Regions from separate parts of the Mus musculus genome. Here region 2 is linked to region 1. Evidence: chromatin contacts called from public HiChIP or PLAC-seq data. All regions are on one chromosome and are shown on one strand. The core of a region is the stretch at or near the end of the contact, and the rest is flanking DNA. Distances in the headings are between cores, read along the strand shown.

Region 1 (3,420 bases), core at 393-2,892:
AACACCAATTGTGATCTTAAATTGAGATCAACTGACTACATTGTTTTTTTGTAATTTTATCTTCAATTTTATTGTTTAGCCTGCCCTCATTACAGCTACTGAGAACTGCCCTCTTTTTCTGATGATAACTCTGAATGCTATTCTTCATGCTCCAGCCATTTTTTTTTTTTTTTTTTTTTTTTGGTTTTTTGAGACAGGGTTTCTCTGTGTAGCCCTGGCTGTCCTGGAGCTCACTTTGTAGACCAGGCTGGCTTCGAACTCAGAGATCCACCTGCCTCTGCCTCCCGAATGCTGGGATTAAAGGCATGTGCCACCACTCCTGGCTCCAGCCATTTTTTTTTTTTTTTTCCTGAGAGGAAGCAGGGGTTTTCACTGACCTAGAACTTGCCAAGAAGGCTAGGCTGTACGACCAGCAAGCCCCGTGAATCTGCCTCTCTCTGTCTCCCCATGCTAGGATTACAAACATACACCACCATTCCCATTTTTCTGAGAAACATGGATTCTGGGTCTTGAACTCAGATCCTTGTACTTGCAAGGCAAACGCTTTACCAATTGAGCCTCTGTTCTGTATCTTCATTACTTTGCAGCACATTCTACAAACACTAACTGAGCATTCCCGACATGTGGTGGCCTGTGCCAATCATACAAACCTGTTAAAGGAAGGAAGGAACAATAAAGAGAGAAATTCTTGGTTATAGGGCGGGGAGGTAAACACTGACCTACTTACAGCCACCGGAAACGACAAGCTCCAACTGCAGCCAACTGCGGCCAGAAGATCCTCCGGGTACATACATGGAAGTCAATGGGCATTGGCAGTAATCGGCTAAGGAAAGCGGGAGTCCTACATACACTTGCCGGTGCTAGTTTGACCCACATGCGTGGACCAGTCAGCTGAGAAAGGACATTGAAGAAGGCCAGGTTATGAGTGAGCAGAATGGCTGGCGAAGATAGATTAGGAAAGATGAACTTGGTGGAGTGATGTGGGGAGGTGATAAGAGGAAAATGAGAACGCTAAATAGATGGAGATGATAATATGGTATGGGGGCCACAAAGCAGACATTCCCAAGAGCTGAGCGCCGCCTGTGTCAAATGCTACAACGAATGAGGAGCTGGGCAGCGTGGGTGTGTGCAGAACCTGGTGGTGAGTAGGTTAAACATAGTGTGGAGAGAAAGGGTTGAAGTCAGCAGCTTCGTTAGAAGCGAGCAAGTTCAGCGAGTGCCTTTATGGGGTGCTAGGCTATGAGCAGAGCAGAAAGTTGTTTCCACGGGATAGACTGGACCTTCTTCGCGGGCTTCTTTAGGGGCAGTAAACAGCATGAGCCCCCTGGAGGCCAGGTGGTGTAATTACCAAGGAGTTTTCAAGGTTGGGGGAGGGGAGAACATTTACTCGCGTCAATATTTCCTCTTACAAATTTGAGAGGAGAGAGAGTTCTCAATTCGACTCCCTTGAACTTGATTTCTTGTCCACTTTATTCACCTTATAAATTAATAAACCATAGATTTTCTTTTCTTTCTTTTCTCTTTCTTTCTTTCTTTCTTTCTTTTTTTTTTTTTTTGAGACAGAGTCTATCTCTATGTAGTCCTGGCTGCCCAGGAAACTGTATGGATGTCTGTGTAAGAGTGCCAGAAGCCCTGGAACTGGAGTTGTAGATAGGTGTGAGCTGTCATGTGGGTGCTGGATCCCGGTGCTCTTAGCTGCTGAGCTATCTCTCCAGACTCCATCCTGACTTTCTTTTTTCTCTAAGGATATAGAATTCACTTGCTCCCAGCACTTTCACTTCCTCCGTTTGGGACTAGGTTAGAGAGCATCTCTGGGTGCTGCCATAGTTAGTGGGAGCCTCCAGCAGGGATGAGCCTGGGTGAGTGTGCATACATGGGGGTCCATTCCCCCAAGACTAGGCTAGGCTGGGAGAGGAGGTGGAAGGTCTGTACGGAGCAGGTCCCGGTAGTCCTTGACAGCTGTTCTCTGGGCTCTCCCATCTGCACTGGGAAAGAGAGCCTCCAGGCTGGTGAGCTGTGCTCAGTGGCTGACTGAGCGCCTTTAGTAAGCTGTTTACATCTCTGCTGAATCACAGGAGGGAATCCCGGTTCACTCTTGGGAGTTTTGCCACCAAAATGTTGCAGGACTTTATGTCGTGGAGGTCCCCAGGGACTCTGAGCGTCTGTATGTTTACCCCACTCTCCCCCACCCAGTCTTAGCTTGGCTTTTGTGCTTTTGTGTCTCTTTCTGTGGCTCCTAGCACTCATCAGCATGAGTAAAGCAAACGCTTGCTGACTGACACCTGGATGGATAAAGGAACCAATTCCTGTCACAAGAGTGGAAGCTAAACAAGCCTTCAGCCTGTTTTCTGAGCCTATGGTGAGGAGGCTCAGGCTGGATACCACGTCCTCTGTCTTCTGCCAGGCTGTCATCAGACTCAGCACTTTGCCTCTAAAACAAGACACCTCAAGAGATTGGGTAGCTGACAGGATTGGGACCCCAAAGAGGAGCACCCCGTAGTCATTATCCTACTCCCCACCCAGGAACCCTACCTTCCCCAGCTTCACTGGCCAGGAACCAGGAGTTGCAGTCAGCGGGGAAAGGCACAAGCCCGGGGCCTCAGCTCTGATTGGCTGCCCTAAGGTCTGTTCAAAAACAAACAAGCTGAGCGCCTGAAGGGAGGGGAGTTTGGACCTGGAGGCCTCCTTTTCTCTCCGCCCTTCGCCCTTCGCCTTTCCAGGGACAGCTGAGTCACTGAGCCCTGTCCGTTTGCTCTCTCCTTCACCTACAGAAAGACGGAGGCACAGGGACTGAAGGAACGGAGTTGAGGTTTCACCTTCGAGGGTTCCCCAGACCCGACCCACCAGCTGCGATTGAGATGGGCACAGCTCAGGGCTCCAGTTTGAGACACTCCACTGCCTGGGCTCAGGAGCTCAAGATCGAGAGGATTTTGTTGAGCGCCCGCCTGAGCGTACCTCCACTTCCCTGAGCAAAGGCAGCAAGAGCTACTGGTCTGAGGGTCAGCGGGGCGTGCCTGCCACCACCACCACCAACTGAGGCTCTCTCCTAAAATGACACTCACACCCGTTCTCCACCAAGCTTCTCTGGGCCTCGTCCTTCTACCTCACAACCTCTTGAACTTGAACCTTTAGAGACTTCTGGAAATTCTGTTAAGGTCACACAGCTAGTGGGAAGGCAAGCTGGCTCAAAGCCAGTGTGTTAAGCTTTTTCCCCTAGACATACACAGGGCAGGGAACACACCCATAGGCTTGGGCTCTGTGACTCTGCCATCAGCTGTCAGGTTGAGGACCTCAAACATCTGGCTCAGCAGATACGACAGATCAAGTGGGGCTGCAGCTGTTCTGAAGGGAGGGGCTGTCCCTCCTGTTAGGGTGTGACCCTTTTCTAGGAGAACTCGGGTTTTTTCATCAATATAGGCA
Region 2 (3,420 bases), core at 246-2,745, 47 kb after region 1:
AAAAAAAAGAAAAGCCTTTAAATGAAGACTCTTGTGACTGAGTGACCGCCGGCTGAACATCAATGCGGTACATTCCTGTCTCACATATCCTCATTTGGAAATTACAGAACTATAAATTGCTGCCCAATGGCTACTACACGAAAGGATCGGAGAGTGGAGGGGCGCTGAGTGAGCTGTGCGCGCTGACGTAGAGCATGCTCACATTCAGCATGAGAAAGCCAAACATGAGCCGGGCAATAGCTCCATTGCATGCTCACTGTGCAAGCACGAAGACCTGAGTTTAATCCCCAGCACCCACACAGAAAGCTGGATGCAGTGGCCTGCACTTGCAATCTCAGTACCGAGGAGTCAGAGATCTGTCGGACTCACTGGCCAGCCCATGTAGCAGAATCTGATCACCCTAGCCTAACCTGGCGAACACTGGGAACAAAGACTATATACACCTTTGAGATGCATAGATTCCCAGTCTCACTAGCATTACTAGGCATATCCAGGTTGGCTTAGGGAATAGTCATTTTATTATTGGGGTATACATTTGATTTCCCCCTGATCTGACTTCCTATGTAGTATTATTTATCAAGTAAAAAGGGCAATGTAAATACTCTAGCTACTTAACTTTTGTTTTTTGTTTTGTTTTTTTTTTCGAGACATGGTTTCTCTGTATAGCCCTGGCTGTCCTGGAACTCACTTTGTAGACCAGGCTGGCCTCGAACTCAGAAATCCGCCTGCCTCTGCCTCTGCCTCCAGAGAGCTGGGATTAAAGGCATGCACCAGCATGCCTGGCTGACCTAACGTTTTTATTTTCATGGTATACACTGGTTTTCTGTTGTCTACCCCACACTGTGCACATTTTGAGCTATTGAGGCAGTTTCTGTCAAAGCACTTAGATGCCAAGACAAGAGTAGCAGACGTTGCACTAAGAGACCTGTGATATATATGATCACATAGGAACAGACATCTTTATTTGGCTTCCCGAAGGCCAAGGCCCCTCCTACATGCTTGTTAGTAGTTGACTGTAGTTCTGGAAATTGAATCCAAGGCCTCATGCACACCAGGTAAGTTATCTACTACTGAAATACCTCCTCAGGCTTTTCATTGTAATTCAGTCTTTGAGTATTCAATATTCTTGCCTCCGATTGTCAAAAATGCTAGGATAATGGTCTTAAGCAGCCAGATCCAGCTGTCCTACAGTATGGAAGGAAATGGTTCTTGTTATTCTACTTTTTTGTTTGTTTGTTTGTTTGTTTTGTTTTGTTTTTTGAGATAGGGTTTCTCTGTGTAGCCCTGGCAGTCCTGGAACTCACTCAGTAGACCACACTGGCCTTAGAAATGCCCCTGCCTCTGCCTCCCAAGTACTGCCCAGCTTGTTTATTCTACTATTAAGCATATGGCTTCTTTTGAAGGTAATATCACCCAGAAGCAAGGTTGAACACCTATGTTAGTCTGCTATTTTTATCTAAATAGTAGTGGAGTCCTGAAAGACAAGCCCACTGGTGTTGGGGTTTGGTCAGTTGCTATGTATTGTAATGCTAAATTCTGTAGGGGGGGGGTCCTGCTATGAAAGAATTCTCAAGGTTACCAGCTTTTGTTGTGCAAACCTTGTTCCTTAGTTTTTAAAACTACTAGTAAAACAAAGTGCTTACAGCCAATTACAGGAGGGATTAGAGTTGGGAGTGGAGAGGCAAGGAGGAAGAGGAGGAGGAGGAAGAAGAGGAGGAGGAGGAAACACTTTGAGAGAAGTACTGTGAGCACATGGCCAGAAGAAACTGCAAATATTGGGGGGGGGGCACCTCTGGGGAGGTAGCCAGGCCAGCAGGTTAGAAAAGTAGATTGAGGATTAGCCCCCAGTAATTGTCAAAGCCAAATAAAATAACTGATGTCTGAATCTCATTTATTTGTAAGCTAGATGGGGATAAGTTTAAATTAGTTGTACTACACATAAGCTTTTATTTTTTATTTATTTTATTTTTTTGGTTTTTTTTCGAGACAGGGTTTCTCTGTATAGCCCTGGCTGTCCTGGAACTCACTTTGTAGACCAGGCTGGCCTCGAACTCAGAAATCCGCCTGCCTCTACCTCCCGAGTGCTGGGATTAAAGGCATGTGCCACCACTGCCCACACCACATAGGCTTTTAAAAATGTATCTTAGCTCCAGGATCAAACTTCAACTGTCTCTGTTGAAGAGGACGAGGACCTACCAAACAGTGCAGCTTCTTTTCTTTGGGGAATCAAATCCTCTGTCTTAGGTAAGAAATCAGACGGAGGTCGTCCTAAAGCTAGGAGTGGTAATCAGGACCACTGCCAGGCAATAGCAACACCTATTTAAGATCAGCCAGGGAAAAGTCTCACTCCTCTAATGGACCCTTTAATGACACGAATTTCAAGTTCAATAAGTCAGACAAGCTGAGCCTTCATACCTCAGCACCCTTAGGGATGAGGAGCAGAAAGAAGAGGCAGTGGAAGGGAGAGCTTCCCTGGCTGCGAGGAAAGGATGCTCACCCTCGGGGTAGAGATGCCTGTTCAGGAGGGTTAGCCAAAACAGACTGCATCTAAGATGAAGACCAGAGCGACCCAGAGGACAGCCTCTATCTTCACCATCAAGACATCTGAATGATTACTGAATGACACCCCCCCTCCTGTGTCCTGACAGCTGACAATCATCAGAATAGCTGGAAGGAACTGGAAAACAAGGGCTGAGAGACGTGGTAACGGGTAAAAGCTTTATTTCTGTATACCTAATGACCTAAGTTTGACCCTTGGAGCGAGTCCAAAAAGAAAGATGTAGTGGCCCAGGCGGTGGTGGCCCTCTTCTTTAATTCTAGCACCCCGAGGGGCGGGGGGGAGTCAGAGGCAGGTGGATATCTGTGACTTTTTTGACCAGCCTGGTCTACAGAACTTAGACAGTCTGGGCCAAGACAGGAAAAATCTGTCTCAAAAAACCAAACCAAACCAAACCAAAAACCTTTAATCCCAGCACTCGGGAGGCAGAGGCAGGTGGATTTCTGAGTTCGAGGCCAGCCTGATCTACAGAGTGAGTTCCAGGACAGCCAGGGCTATACAGAGAAACCCTGTCTCGAAAAACAACAACCAACCAACCAACCAACCAACCAACCAACCAAACAAACAAACAAAAACCAATACCTCCTCACGCCCCAAAAATAGAGAAGCTGGGGTGTTGTGCAGATGTTACCTGGGCTGAGGAGAGGGCGGAGTCAGAGAGAGGGCGGAGTCAGAGAGGGCTGCTAGGAAGCTGCTGGCCACCCAGCCTGGAAGAGCCACAGAAACAAGAGGGACCCTGCTCAACAAGGTCTCGAAGTCTAGAACTCACAACAGGTGACAACTGTCTTCTCACCTCCATATGGGCAGCATGGCACACATTCCTTCAGTCGCACGAATGCACACAAGATGAATAAATAAATAAA

Evidence for each region. HiChIP or PLAC-seq counts read pairs in DNA pulled down with a chosen protein or histone mark.
Region 2: a contact with region 1 is called in an H3K27ac HiChIP or PLAC-seq map of embryonic stem cells, with 23 read pairs. The contact joins the enhancer-like site here to the promoter of Bloodlinc in region 1. A contact is called at or near these places in 22 of 39 promoter capture datasets (the 3T3-L1 cell line, 3T3-L1-derived adipocytes, the C10 cell line and 13 more), 1 of 15 datasets of contacts at CTCF or cohesin (the NIH/3T3 cell line), 62 of 484 Hi-C or Micro-C datasets (the AML12 cell line, the C2C12 cell line, the G1E-ER4 cell line and 36 more), 32 of 115 datasets of contacts at active chromatin or transcription factors (the HPC-7 cell line, astrocytes, bone marrow-derived dendritic cells and 22 more) and 5 of 9 other capture datasets (adipose tissue, embryonic stem cells, liver and 2 more).

What each region holds. Positions count from the first base shown.
Region 1 is chr11:102,375,242-102,378,661 of GRCm38.p6, reverse strand. It overlaps Bloodlinc (Bloodlinc, erythroid developmental long intergenic non-protein coding transcript), which reads left to right and starts at 1,642. Exons shown (of 3, transcript NR_131196.1): 1 at 1,642-1,859; 2 at 2,241-2,359; 3 at 2,772-3,111. It overlaps Gm34253 (predicted gene, 34253), which reads right to left and starts at 3,193. Exons shown (of 3, transcript NR_166821.1): 1 at 3,065-3,193; 2 at 720-891.
Region 2 is chr11:102,327,851-102,331,270 of GRCm38.p6, reverse strand. No RefSeq gene overlaps it. Among named protein-coding and RNA genes, the nearest start is that of Ubtf, 10 kb to the right of the region's middle. Within about 2 kb of position 1,495, at least 5 of the 459 cell types and tissues checked have an H3K27ac peak or open chromatin away from gene starts, as enhancers often do. A contact at or near this core is called in embryonic stem cells, where this site is marked.